Linked DNA regions of Sus scrofa: region 2 is linked to region 1. A link is a contact called in public HiChIP or PLAC-seq data. All regions are on one chromosome and are shown on one strand. The core of a region is the stretch at or near the end of the contact, and the rest is flanking DNA. Distances in the headings are between cores, read along the strand shown. Region 1 has its middle 6.6 kb from the start of WDR87. Region 2 holds the start of PPP1R14A (protein phosphatase 1 regulatory inhibitor subunit 14A).

The links. HiChIP or PLAC-seq counts read pairs in DNA pulled down with a chosen protein or histone mark.
Region 2: an H3K27ac HiChIP or PLAC-seq map of skeletal muscle shows a contact between it and region 1, with 5 times the contacts expected there. The contact joins the promoter of PPP1R14A here to the enhancer-like site in region 1. A contact is called at or near these places in 2 of 5 promoter capture datasets (fetal skeletal muscle and liver), 9 of 47 Hi-C or Micro-C datasets (blood, embryonic fibroblasts, fetal heart ventricle and 4 more) and 2 of 2 datasets of contacts at active chromatin or transcription factors (alveolar macrophages and skeletal muscle).

Annotation. Positions count from the first base shown.
Region 1 is chr6:46,905,002-46,912,068 of Sscrofa11.1, forward strand. No RefSeq gene overlaps it. Among named protein-coding and RNA genes, the nearest start is that of WDR87, 6.6 kb to the left of the region's middle. Within about 2 kb of position 3,385, at least 70 of the 83 cell types and tissues checked have an H3K27ac peak or open chromatin away from gene starts, as enhancers often do. A contact at or near this core is called in alveolar macrophages, embryonic fibroblasts, fetal skeletal muscle and 3 more, where this site is marked.
Region 2 is chr6:47,170,315-47,177,691 of Sscrofa11.1, forward strand. It overlaps PPP1R14A (protein phosphatase 1 regulatory inhibitor subunit 14A), which reads right to left and starts at 3,743. Exons shown (of 4, transcript NM_214337.1): 1 at 3,520-3,743; 2 at 1,311-1,391; 3 at 354-386. The coding sequence starts at 3,720.

The DNA of each region.
Region 1 (7,067 bases), core at 2,135-4,634:
GCTCCAGAGCTGCTGAGAGAAAAGTCATTTGTAGTCAACAAATTTGCAGTCATTGCCATCAGTTTGCATTATTTCTAATATCTCCTCTAGGTATAACTTCTCTTAACTAGCCTATAAAAAGCAGGCAGCTGGGACCCTTTGGGGGCATGTGCCTTGGAAGTTAGTGAGAAAGAAGCCCTTCAAGCCCCAAACCTCTGTTTTTTTGTGTGTTTGTTGTTGTTGTTGTGTTTGCCACCCTCTTCCATTCCATACACCAGTTTCCTTAGAGGAAACTTCTAAAATCCCCTCCCCCCATTTGATTCCCTAATCTCATTACCTGTTCTTAAAAGCAAGTCCAGAGTAGGCTCCAGATGCCTTTATCCCAATGGTCTTGACTTTTTAATATCTTGATAATCCAAAGATGATCTAAATGGAGAATTCAAGTTCTGCAGCCAATTCAGGGGAGTCAGTATTTAGGGCTGAGATATGGTATATCCTGTTAACTATAGAGACAAACCAGGTCTGTGCTTAGGCATTGCTGGCACATCTTTTTTTTTTTTTTTTTTTTTTTTTTTTTTTTTGTGCTGTTGTAGTCCATTCCAAGGTGTTCGTGGGTGGTGGTGGTAGGAAGGCCAGCATCCCATGAGCCTTGCCTTTGTAATACAGAGAATTGGCTCTAGGGGGCACTGCACTCCATGACACTATTGGGCCCCTGGGCTCCTCTTGGGTGACTTACTGACTCCACATACCACATTATAAAAGTGTAAGGGTATACAATGCTTGCCCATAGAACTTACAGTTTAGCAGAGAAGGCAGACATCAAAAAACGGTCATAAAATTGATTACAATGAGAAATTCTGGGTGATGGGTTATATTCTTTCGTCTTGCAGGTGGCTCTCACATTTGGGGACAGTGATGTAGAAAGCTCAGCTGACATCAGAAGGGCCCAATTAGTTCATTGTATAGTCAGAGGGACAGGAAAGCCAGAGGGCAATCTTGGATTCCTCTATTTTTTTTCAAATGACATTACTGATAAGGAGTCCAAGTCTGTCCCCGGGGCCTGGGGATGCTACTCTGGCCTTACAGGTGACTTCACAGCTAGGGCTGGAACTGGAATGCCCTTAATTTTCTTTATGGAAAGAAACAATTTTTTTAGGCTGACAAACATACACTACCAGGGTGGGCTAGTTTCTACTGGGTGAAGAGTTATCCAGCATGGGAGTAGTGATAGCATCCAGAACTGATTAAGGGTGTAAAGTGGTAGCCTAGGAATTTTACATATATTGTTTCATTTAATTTTTATACAATGATTCTGTGACTTAGCTGCCATCCTCCATTTATCAACTTTTTAAAATGTAAAAGTATTACATGGCAAAAGTATTCAAAATATACTAAGGAGCATCTACTGAAAAGAAAGTCACCTGGGAGTTCCCGTCGTGGATCAGTGGTTAACAAATCAGACTAGGAACCATGAGGTTGCAGGTTCGATCCCTGGCCTTGCTAAGTGGGTTAAGGATCTGGCGTGGCCATGAGCTGTGGTGTAGGTTGCAGACACCGCTCGGATCCCACGTTGCTGTGGCTGCGGCGCAGGCCAGTGGCTACAGCTCCGATTCGACCCTTAGCCTGGGAACCTCCATATGCCTCGGGAGCAGCCCAAGAAAATGGCAAAAAGACCAAAAAAAAAAAAAGAAAAGAAAAAAGTCACCCGTCCTATTTCCCCTTCAGAAAGGTAACCCTGATTATGTCTTTCTACAGGTGTTCTATACACACACAAGCATGTATGTAAAAATATTTTTCTTCTGCAAATGGTAGTATGCTATATATACTGTTTGCACCTTTTTCTCAATAATCTTAATAATAAACTCATTAAAACATACAGCTCTGTCTCATTTTTCAGCAGTTGTCAGCTGCATGGTATTCCACTGTGTGGCTGAACTATCATTTATTTATCTAAATTTCTATTAATGGACATTGGGCAGTTTCCAACCTTTTTTTTTTTTTTTGGCCATTTCTTGGGCCACTCCCGCGGCATATGGAGGTTCCCAGGCTAGGGGTCGAATCGGAGCTGTAGCTGCTGGCCTACGCCAGAGCCACAGCAACGTGGGATCTGAGCCACATCTGCAACCTACACCACAGGTCACGGCAATGCCGGATCTTTAACCCACTAAGCAAGGCCAGGGATCGAACCCGCAACCTCATGGTTCCTAGTCAGATTCGTTAACCACTGCGCCATGACAGGAACTCCGTTTCCAACCTTTTGCTACAACCCATGCTGCAAATGAATATCTTTGCTAACGCCTCAGCGTTTTATTTAATTAGCTTAAATTTTAAAATTGAATCTTTTTTCAATAAACACCTTATTTTAGATATACTGGCTTAAATAAAATTAATTTCACCTTTTTTTAATGTAAAATTTGAAACTGCATAATTGGCTTGCATTATACTTCTGTTAATACTGTTTTAGATTGTCACAGACCTGTGGTGGTCTGCACTCAGCTCCTTAAGGGTAGGAAAGCATTCTGTCTTGATTTCTCCCCTGTTCTCAATAAACACCCAAGCTAGATACTTAATACACTTTTGTTGAATGAGTGAGCAAATGAATGACCCTCTGCCCTCTCTCAGGAAGAAGAAATATGTACTTCCTCGGTCAGTTTTACTGAGCATCTCCTTGTAAGGCAGGATGAGGTGGGAAGGTTATTGACTGGGTTTTCTTAACCAGAGAACCTTGTGCTGACTCTAGCCAGTCCCTAACGGAGTAGGAATGGCAACATCCCTTTTTTGAAAAAAGGGTCAGATCCTTGATTACAGCAGCAGATAGACAAAATTTGAACAAAATTTCTCAGGCCATAGGTACTCAACTAACATTGGTTAGGCTCGGAAAGTACTTTTAAACGAACGAATGATAGATAACAGGGCCTCCAGGGCATCTCCTGGGTGGTGGTCTTGAGACTCCCGTCAAAGGCAGAGATCTGGAGCCACCTAGTCCGGGGAGAGGCGATCAAACCCGAATCCCAACACGTTCGGGCGTCCTGGCCCTCCGCGTGGGAGGGCAGGAGGGCGTGTCCGCCTTTTCAAGTCTGAGGCCGCGCCTGTTACCTGCGAAGACTGGACTCTCTCAACAGGGGACCCGTGAGGCGCGTGTGGCGGCACTCAGAAGCTCCTATGTGAAGGACCAGACCTAGACTAGGAGCGCCTGAGGAGAGACCTTGGGGATGCTGCGGGAGGCCTCGGCCAACACAACGGTTAGCTCTCCAACCCCGTGTCCGGCCGACTGACCGAGGCGAGGGGAGTGAGCGCGCGTGCGCACTGGCGCGCGCCAGGCATTAAAAAAACCAGCGCGAGACCCCGCACGCGCGCGCGCGCGCGCGTTCGAAAAGAAAAAAAAGTCCTCCCCGCGGGGGCCCGCGGCAATTTAGGCCGGAGTTGGTCGGCGAGCGCGCGTGCGCGAGCGCGCTCAGACGCCCTTCTCTACCGCTCCCCTCGGTTGGGGGTCTAGCGCATTGCTCTTCTGCCCCCGCCTCTCCCGAGGCTCACGCCCTCGGGGTAAGTACCTCGCGCCTTGCGGGGAGGGAGGAAGAGGGTCCAGCGAAGGAAGGGAGAAGGCGGACAGGGCTGGGAAAAAGGGAAAAACCGCTCTCGAAAAGCGAGTAGCACGGCCAGCGGGTTGGAGTCTGCAGAAGACACGCCTCCATCCCTCACGCCCCTCGGGGCTGCGGAAGTACTCTAGAGACTCGAGAGGCTCGGCGGCGACAGGTGGACTACCTTTCCCGGGAGGCGGCGCGGCGCCGCGCCTCCAGCTCCCGGCAGCACTTGCGCGTCAGGCTTTTCTCAGCTTGCCGCCGCCTGGGGCGAAACTACAGTTCCCAGGAGGCCTCGCGCGAAGCGGCTTGGAAGTGGGCAGCCTGGAAGTCACTCGGGCCACCGGAGCTGGCGGCGTCTTTAGCGAGCCGCGCGGTTCTGGACGCCTCGGTCGTGGGGCCCGCGGGGCGGGCAGCCTGGACGCCCAGGTATGTGGCTCGGGTGCAGGGGCGGTCTCGCGCGGGGGTGGGGGCGGAATCGGTGTCCACTTGGACCCCGAGGGTCAGCACCGGCGGGCGACTGGGCTGACGGCCGGGTGTGGGCACCGGTTGTTGGGGGCGGCGGTGGCGGGACTCTCGTCCTCCGGACCTGGCCGGACTCGTGCCCGCATGGTTCAACTTTCCCGACGAGCTATCCCGCGCTGTTGCGGAAGAGCATGGATTGGGAGTCGGGTAGCGGTAGGTTCGCGTTCTGGCTCTGACCCTGGGGAGCTGCGATCTGGGAAAACCGCGCCGAACCTCAGTTTCCCCTTTCCGTCAAACCGGGGAAGAAGAGTGTCTGTCTTTTGCTGGAAAGTCTTTTGGCATGTTGAGATCTGGTGAATAAAGCATTTGGCACATATAAGGCACTTAATTACGTGTTTGCGTGATTGTTAGTTCCGAGAAATGGGGTGAAGGTATTATTGACCGCATGTTGTAAATTGAGGGTGAGTCCATAGTTAGCATTCAATGCAGGGTGACTGCTGTTAACTGAAATTATTTGTTAAGTGCTTTGGTTTGGGAGTCAGAGCCAGGTTCAAATTTAGGCTTTACTGTTTACCAGCTGTGTGACCTTGCGTGGACAGACTTACCACACCGTGCCTTGGTTTTCCTGTCTATAAAATGGGGATTTTAATAGCAGCCACCTTGTAGAATCGTTTTAAGGATGCAATGAGATTACCATTTGTGAAGTGCTTAAAGAGCAGCTGGCACGTAATCAGCGTTCAATAAATGGAACCTTTTATTCAGCATTTTTCCAGTTTCTGAGAGACCCCCTGAGGGTGGGGCCCTGGCTATAGTCTTGGTCTTCCAATGGGCCGGACCCAGAACTGGTCTGGTTGACTTCCTCTCCTGCAGCTTCAGTTTCCATCTTTGTAAAATGGGATAACAGTATCAGCCTCAGAGGGTTGTAAGGATTTGCTGAGATTGTATACCTTGTCCAGAGCCATCTCTCACTAAGTAGCAGCTCTTATTATATTATCATTGTTCTACTTCAGTGCTCTCCATCTGGCCCAGAGACTGCCTAACTGTGGTAGGCTGTGACATGACAGCCCTGAGCTCCCCCACATGTTCACTCCCAGCCTCAGTGTCCCATCTGTGAAATGGTAGTCATAAGACACTCGTGCCAGGATTGTTTTGATGATTCCAGGAGAATATTCATGTTTTATGTTTAGCATAGGGCCAGGTGCATAGTAAACACTTAATAAACATGTCTTGTTTTTCTAGATAGTCTTTGCTGCTTATGTTTGTATTTACAAGGCAGAGCAGGGACAAGGTTAGAGTCCCCACGACTCCCCTAATTTTTATTCCCCAAAGGTTAAATTGTGGAACATACTACAGTATGAGGGCCTGAGAAGAGATGGCACTGACTAGCTGTCAGCAGCCCCCTGCTTACAGCTCTTATGCACTCCTCCCCCCAAAGCCAACACATTCGCTCTAGTGCTTTATGCACTGGACTGATGCTGCCAGCACTTAACTCTGTCTCCAAGCCATAGCCCCCTGAGCTCCATCCAGCTCCAGATGTGGAGCCTGTGCTCCTTCATGTCCTCTGGTAACTGTCCCTTGGGCACCACGAATTCAAAATGTTTGACCTGAACTTCTCCCAGACCCAGTCATCACCATATCAGCATATGGGCCACGCCAAAAACTTGGAAGTTGCTCTTCTCCCCCAGCCTTCCTGCGTCCCGTTGATTGGCAGGAAGGATGGAACTGTCATTTCACAGCAACACCATTTCGTTGGCCCATCTTGGTCTCTCATCTCATAATCGCTGAAAGTCCCGGCCGTTTCCAGCAAGTTGAGTTGTTTGTTTCAAGTCACCAAGGATTAATGTATATGAAATATTGTATTAGTAGGGGGCAGAGAAGGCAACATGGACCTGGCCAGATTGCAGTGGTCACAAGTATGGAATAAAGGCCTGGCTTTCAGGGGACCTAGCTCTACAGTTTCAGCCTGGCAAATCTCAGCTGAGTTGCTGAATTTCATTCTAAAAAGTTACACAGTGTCAGCGGGTTAGACTGTCCTCTGTGGGAAGGGCCATCCAGAGCATTTTTGGAAGTAGCATGAACACCCGGGAAGAGGCTGGGCAGGAAATTCATTAGCTCTCCATTTAGGGTCCATCTGCTGTCAGATCTGTCATTGTAATTTCATTTGGTGATGGGAACTTGAGGTCTCAAATTTGTGATGGCCACTAAATTTACCTAAGTGCTTTTTCAAATCTGAGGAAATAAAACAATAACTAAAAAAACATGTCGGTCTTAATTGTTAATGACAACAGCACATGGATTTTTTAGCAGTCTGTGTGGAATGGTCAGAGTTAAATGTGAGCCGGTTTTTCAGACATTGCAGTTGTTGGGCGGTAAATCAAAAATGGAATTTAGAAGAATGTGTAGTGATTGGCGCCTTTTTTCCCCTGTAAAACGTATTTTGCTGACACATTTCAAACTTTGGTTTAAAAAAATGACATAGGTTATAGTAACAGCTTAACCTTGTTATGTGTTTAACTTGCAAAATCTAAATTAAATGTATGTATGTCTTAATAAAAGAATTGAACGGTCATTTCCTCTAAAAGTGAAGTGTTTGTTTTTAGCTGTTAGAATGAAAATCTGTTGGAGCAGTTTGTTTATTTGTGCTTTCTTTAAGACTTGTGACTGCTCCTGTTTCGTAGGTGCTCTGGTCATGGCCTTATTTTCGCTGTGAATGGGTTGAATCTGGCTTTTAAAAACTTATGCAAAGACGTGCACCCTTGTTGTAAAATGTGAAACAATACAGAGATTTGTGAGGGAAATAACAGGGCCAAACCTCCACTCCAAAATCCCATCCCCCCCAAAGACAACCATTTCTTCAGACAGTGAGTATCCAGTGTCAGGTTTTGGAGATGTCTGAGGACAAAACAGCTCCTCTGCCCTTGGAAACTTGGATAGAGGCGCTCACCTTTTTCTGTGCGTATGTGGCTGTGTATATGCATATATCGACTGTTTTTTCCTTCTCCCTCACCACTCCCCCCAAAGAAGGGATCAAGCCGCACATATTTG
Region 2 (7,377 bases), core at 2,493-4,992, 270 kb after region 1:
AAAGCAGGGAAGGAAGTGGGAGGGGTTGGGCCACTCAGCTTCAGGGCCTGGAAGGATGGGGGCCCCCCCAGAGGTGGGGAAGGGAGCCCCAGGGCGGTAGAGGTAGCAACAGGGGAGAGGGGACGGCAGACAGAGCCCTGCAGAGGCAGAAATGGGAGACAGATGGGGGGGTCTCAGCGGAGAGGAGATAATGGAGCCCAGTGGCAGATGGGGGAGAGGGGACAGGAATGAGGAAGACAAAAGACACCGCTGGAGGGGAGGACAGGGCTGTGACAGGCAGGGCTCCCAGACTTCTTCCCTCCTCCCCAGAGACCTCTCCCCCTCCCCCCATCAGGGGGCAGAATGGGGCTCACCTCTGTGGGGTTCGTGCATGACTTTAGGAGTCCCTAAACATGCCCCGCAAAAAAAAAAAAAAAAAAAAAAAAAAAAAGGGAAAGAAAAATAGTAAATAACAATTTATGGCTCTCCCAGTCCCTCCAGCCCCTCCCTTTCCCCAACAAAGCCCCAAGGCAACAAGACAAACAAAAGTCAGACTCCAGGTGGACTTTCCTGTGGCTTCAAGGGAGGAACAAGGCCTGAGCATCGTATAGAGCAACTGGGAACAAGGTTGATTCGAGAAACTCAGCACCAGGGCCAGTGCTAGATCCAGAGAGGCCCAGAAGATCACACAGGATTTCCCGCCTCTAGGAGAACAGAGGCCAGAAGAGCAAGGACACTGCGTGCAGACCACGGCCTGGCTCTGACTCTCAGCTGTGCTCCTTCTTTTGTCTTGTTTGTTTGTTTTTTCTGCTTTTTAGGGCTGCACCCACAGCATATGGAAATTCCCAGGCTAGGGGTTGAATCAGAGCTGCAGCTGCCGGCCTACACCACAGCCACAGCAACGCAGGATCTGAGCCGCGTCTGCGACCTACACCACAGTTCAGGGCAACGCCAGATCCTTAACCCACTGAACAAGGCCAGGGATGGAATTCATGTCCTCGTGGATATTAGTCAGGTTCTTAATCTACTGAGCTACAAGGGGAACTCCCAGCTGTGCTCCTCCTGACCTGTGTGACCCTGGGCAAGTGATTGGAGCTCTCTGGGCCTTATTTTCCCCATGTGGAAAATCAGTAAGATGGATGATAATGAAACCAAGATAATAAAGCCTTCGGAGGGTTTTGTGAGGATTAAATGAGTTACTAAGTGTAAAGCAATGGAAACAGCGCCTGGCACTTAGGAAATGCTTGATAAACACATTAAAATAAAATCATATTGATATGATTTTCAGGGAGGGCAGGGTAGGGGCTGGGGTGGTTTTCCCTTTCACGTACCTGAATTTTCCGGCTTCTCTCCTCTTCACTCTCTAATTCCAGCAGTTCATCGATGTTGACTTCATCGGGCATGTCTGCCTCCTGAGGCGGGGAGGGACGGGCTGTCAGGCGGCCTTGCCCCTCCTTCCCCGCCTTTGTCCAGGGCTCCGGAGGAGCCCCGGCGGCCCCAGGGCCCAGCTGGCGGGTTCCGGAGCAATAATGTGACAGTCAGGGACAGCACCGCCAAGGCGGGACATCTGGGTGTTGGGGGAGGGGTGACAGATGGGTTGACAGAGGCCCCAGGAGCCTGTACCAGCTCAGATGCTGGCCCCGGGGCCCGGGAGTCTCGGGGCTGGCATGGGTCTCTCCCCTTGGCCGCAGTTCCCATAGTGGGAAGCAGGCCTAGGTTGAGTCTTGGAATGTCAGATTCTGGGATTCAGGAGAGGGGCTGGCTCTGCCCTTTCAAGGAAAAGTTTAAGCACTAGGTGCAGGGGAGGGAGGCTGGCAGGATGGAGCCTGCTGGGGGTGGGCCCTGGCCCCAGGGGACAGAGAGGCCTTGGGCCAGCCTCCTCCTCCCCTTGGGGCCAAAGAGGCCCCCCAAGGTGGGTGGGTAGAATAAGCCACCAGCCCACCTTTGAGCAGACAACTGGGGGGCTTGTACAGCCTCTTGGGGCAAAGGGCCAAATGCAGGCTGGCTCAGTACCCCTGTCGGGGACAGAACCCAGCTGTCTGAGCACGAGGTCCCGAGGCTACAGATTTTTTCCTTCCCCACCAAAGTCCTGCAGATTCCACTGCAGGCTCCAGGCCTTGGGTGGTCTGGGAGCTGCATGTGGAGATGAGGGCTCAGCAAAAGACTGGAGTGTCGGTGTGTTACCCGTCCGTGTGAGTCACAGCCTGATGCCCAGGCCACAGGGCCAGTGGGAGGGTGTAGCAATGTATGACATACCGTGCAGCTTGTACAGGGGCCCACGGTCCTCCTATGGTAGGCGGCGTGTGACTCTAGCTTAGCATGTTTGTCTCATCATCATGTGTCGCTGTGGGATATGTTGATCAGTAAGTGACCACAACTTGTGTCCTTGAGTGTCCGGCTGGCTCTAGCGCCGTCTGAGGGTGAGCTCATAGGATCCCACCGACCACTAGCAACTGTCCGCCTGCGTGAGCTCATGTGTCTGAGAACAGGGGCCCTCGGGTCACTGCGAGGGGCCACGGCTTCTCCCACCTTTGTGCTGGGCTGAGGAGGCTCTGTCATCTCACATGTCTGTGTCCGCTTCCTCTGACTCTCATGGGTGGTACAAAGTGTGACTTCAAGCGGAGACAAGTGAAATGTGTCTGTCTGGACCCCCTGAGACAGCACAGGAGGCTGCAGCTTATGCCCTATGTGTCCACAGGCAATTGCAGCTTCTGCCATTGTGCGTCCACAGGTGCCCATAGCCTACGCGGTTTTCTGTCTGGGTGTAGCTATAATTCCTGTTATTTGATGTCTGCGTGTGGCTGCAGCATCTGTCATTGCCTTTGCATGTTTTTTGCTTTTAGGAGATAATGGATGGTCGTTACTTGAATCACTGAGTGTCGGGGTAGCTGTTGTAGCTTGCACTGCTTGCAAGGCTCTACAGATTGCGCTGTGTGTGTCTATGAACAGCTGTAAGTGGAGTCCTTTTGTGTGGGCGTAGTTGTGTTGTATCTGTATAGGGCACTGTGGCCTGTGCTGTTGTGACCAGGAGAGCCTGTGGCTGTAGCATGGGTTGATCTGTCCCACAGCCGGTGTCCCTGACAGTCTGTGCATGGCTGTTGCTTCTGTCACTGGGTCTGTGAGTGGCCATAGCTTGTCACTGTGCAGGTCTGTGAATGCTGATGTTTCCTTGGCTGTGCGGTTCCCTGCGGTTGTATCTCCGGTCACCATGTCTATGTTTGGCTTTAAGACATCCTCCTCCCCCCACCTTTTCTTCCAGATATGGCCACTCTGGCTCCCCAAGTTGGCCTCCTAACCTCCCATATGCTAAAGCCCTGGTCCTCCCCTGTGTTTTTACCCAAGTGTGAGCACAAGCAGAGTGCCAGGGAGGGTGGACGGCGGGGGCCCATGTGTCGCGGGGCCAGCGTTCTCCCCTGGCAAGGAGGCTGCGCATGCACCAGCGAGCTCAAGCAATGAGAGACCCCCAAGGCGCAGGGGGGCAGGGCCCGGGCTCCGTCGGTCTAGGACGCCCCCTGCGCCCCCCACCCCTCCCCGCCTCACCCTGCCACGGTACAGCTCCTCCAAGCGCCAGTCGATCCACTTCTCCACGTCCAGCCGCCGCTGCAGCTCCCGCCGATCGTACTTGACGGTGACACGCGCGTGTCGCTTCTGCAGCCCCCCGGGGCTGCCCCCCGGCCCCCGGGCCCGCGACGGAGACTGCAGCTTGCTCAGCACCCGCTTGCCCAGCCGCTGAGCTGCCATCGCGGTCCTGGCCCCGGCCCCGGCGCCGCGCTGTGCGCTTTCGCCTCTCACCCAGGGGGCCTCTTACGGGCCGGGGCGGGGCTGGCCGGGGGCGGGGGCTCGGGCTCGCCGGGGGGCCGGCCACGCCCCGGCCGCCCGGGCCTCAGTTTCCCCGCCTGCTGCGCGAGGACCGGCCGCCGCGTGGGCGTGAAGCCCGCGGCTGGGCCTGGCTCAGGTAGGGGCCGGGGCCGAGAGCCCCAGGCCGGGGCCGGGCGGCTGGGGCTCCCGGGGCCTGGATCCCGGGGGGCGGGTCCCGGGACGGTTCTCCGGGACCTGGCCTGTTTGCTCCCTCTGGCGGTTGCAAGGGACATGACAGGAGCCCCCTGTGAACAAACCCTTCCACAGGGAAGGTCAAACCACAGTCTTCGAAGCACATCCTTTCTTTCATTTACCCACAATCCAAGCGTCCATTCGTTCACATGCACTCACTGTATTCAAGAAATACTCAGTTGACATCATGACATTGGGGTGTTAGTCCCTCTCTCTTTTTCTCCTTCATATTAGACGCCTCACACCAGATAGCATCCAATGGTCCTCTCTCCCTCTGGCCACCACCAGGCTCCCCGGCCCCCACTCTCCTAGGCACTGGGGACAGAGCAGGGAACAAAACACACAAGCCCAGTCCTCACAGGGGTGACGCTCTTGTGGTGGAGGCGGGCGGCAACGTAATAAGTAAGTACAGTGCATTGTACATTTATTAGAATATAAGTTGTATGGAGAACCATGGAGAATAAAATGAGAAATGGAGTGAGGGTGAGGGTGGGGTTTTAGGGAGGGGAGAGGGTGACCAGAGAAGTCCCTTACCTCACAAGTCTTCCCACTTCTGATGGAAAGCAGCAAGAATAACACTGCAAAACTTAAATAAAACTTAAATTTGGCCATGTCCTTTCGCTGCTGAAGACGATTTATAATGAGGCAGTGGCTTCTTACATGACACATAAAGCACAAACGATAAAAGAAAAAAAAGATAAGTTGGATACCATCAAAATTTAAAAATTTGTGTTTCAAAGGATATCAAGAAATTGAAAAGGAGTTCCCACCATGACACAGTTGGTTAAGAATCTGACTGCAGGAGTTCCCCTTGTGGCTCAGTGGTAACGAACCTGACTAGTATCCATGAGGACCTGGGTTTGACCCCTGCCCTGCTCAGTGGGTTAAGGATCTGGCGTGGCTGTGCGCTGTGGTGCAGGCCACAGATGCAGCTCTGACCTGTCGTTGCTGTGGCATAGGCTGCAGCTGCAGTTCTAATGTGATCCCTAGGCTCCGAATAGCCCTATGCCGCGGCTGAAGCCCTAAAAAAAAAACACAACTGCAGTGGTTTGGATGCTGCAGAAGTGTGGGTTTGATCGCCTGCCGGTGCAGTGGGTTAAAGGATCCAGTATTGCTGTAGGTCACAGCTGCTTCTCTGGCCTGGGCACTTCCACATGCCACAGACATGGCCAAAAAAAAAAAAAAAAAAGAGTAAGAGATTTCTTTTGAGGTCAATGAAATTTTCTAAAATCAATTGTGATGGTAGTTGCATAACTCTATGAATATACCAAAAACTACTGAAGTGTACTTTTTTTTTTTTTTTTGTCTTTTCTAGGGCCGCTCCTGCGGCATATGGAGGTTCCCAGGCTAGGGGTCTAATCAGAGCTGTAGCTGCCAGCCTATGCCAGAGCCATAGCAACTCAGGATCCAAGCCGTGTCTGCTACCTATACCACAGCTCACGGCAACGCCGGATCCTTAACCCACTGAGCAAGGCCAGGGATCGAGCCTCAACCTCATGGTTTCTAATCAGATTCGTTAACCACTGTGCCACAACGGGAACTCCTTGAATTGTAGGTTTTAAAGGCGTGAAATGTATGGCCTGTGAGTTATGTCTCAATAAACCTGTCATATTAACAGAAAAAAACTTCTCCATGGATCCCCATTGTTCAGTGGGGGGGCAATCAAAGTCTGCCAGACACAGTCCCATCCACACACTTTTGCACTAGCTGTTCCTCTGTCAGGAAAGCTCTTCCCACAATGATGTCACCAGGGCTCACTGCTGCACCCCCTCAAATGTCACCTGTGCAGTGAGGTCTTCTCTGATCACACTATGTCATATTGCAATTCCCATGCCCCTTACCTGGCTCTGTGTTTTATTCATAATACTCACTGCCTTTAAAAAAAAAAAATTCTTAAGGTTACCTCTGTGGCCTATGGAAATTCCCAGGCTAGGGGTTGAATCAGACCTGCTGCCAGGGGTCCAACCCATGTTCTCGTGGATACTAATCGTGTTTGATGCTGCTGAGCCATGACGGGAACTCTGACACTTACCCTTTTTGAGTTTGAGGCTTCTCAGCTGTAAATGGAGATTTTCTTTTCTTTTTAGGGCCGCAAGAATCGAGGCACATTCAAGTTCCCAGGCTAAGGGTCAAATTGGAGCCGCAGCTGCTGGCCTGCACCACAGCCACAGCAATGCCAGATCCAAGCTGCATATACAACCTATGCCACAACTTGCGGGAATGTCAGATCCTTAACCCACTGGGTGAGGCCAGAAATCAAACCCACATCCTCACAGAGACAATTTCAGGTTCTTAACCTGCTGAGCCACACGGGATCTCCCTATTCACTGCCTTTTAACATTGGATATAATTTTTTTTTTTAATCTGGGCCTTTGTATTTATTTATTTGTTTGTCTGTTTGTTTATTTATTGTCTTTTTAGGGCCGCACCTGCAGCATATGGAGGTTCCCAGGCTAGGGGTCGAATCGGAGCTGTAGCTGCCAGTCTACACTATAGTCACAGCAATGCCAGATCTGAGCCACATCTGCGACCCACACCACCACAGCTCATGGCAACGCCAGATCCTTAACCCACTGAGCAAGGCCAGGGATCAAATCCACAACCTCATGGTTCCTAGTCAGATTGTTTCTGCTGCGCCACCATGGGAACTCCCATCATTGGATATAATGTACTCATTTTGTTTGCTGTCTGTTTTCTAACTAGTGAGGTACCAAAGGAAGGGCCATAGGGATGGTCCACCTTGGGTACAGGCAAAAAAGGAGTGCACCGTCTGTAGAGAATTTTAAAATAACAATAAAACTTACCGGCGTTCCCCGTTGTGGCTCAGTGGTAATGAACCCAACTAGCATCCATGAAACTGCTGGTTCGATCTCTGGCCTCTCTCAGTGGGTTAAGGATTTGGTGTTGCCATGAGCTGTGGTGTAGGTTGCAGATGTGGCTCAATCTGGTGTTGTTGTGGCTGTGGTGTAGGTTGCATACTCAACTCAGAACTTCCATATGCCATGGGTGTGGCCCTAAAAAGACGAAACATAGAATAAAATGGAAATGTATTTATTTTCAATTGTTGAATGAAAGAATGAACAATATAAAGATTCTTACATGATTATTATTGAAAATAATTTTCTGGAGAGAGGAGGAAGTGTAAAAAATTTATCCACCCCAGGTGTTTTTAAAGAACTGAACGTGGGCTCGCTTGCCTGCCTGCCCTGCAGCAAAAGCAATTTGCTGACACAGGATTGTGGTGAAGGAAAGTACATCATTTATTTGCAGGATGCCAAGTAAGGAGAAGTTGCAGCTCATGTTCAGAAGACCTGTTCTCCCCAGTGGCTTTCGGGGAAGAGGTTTTAA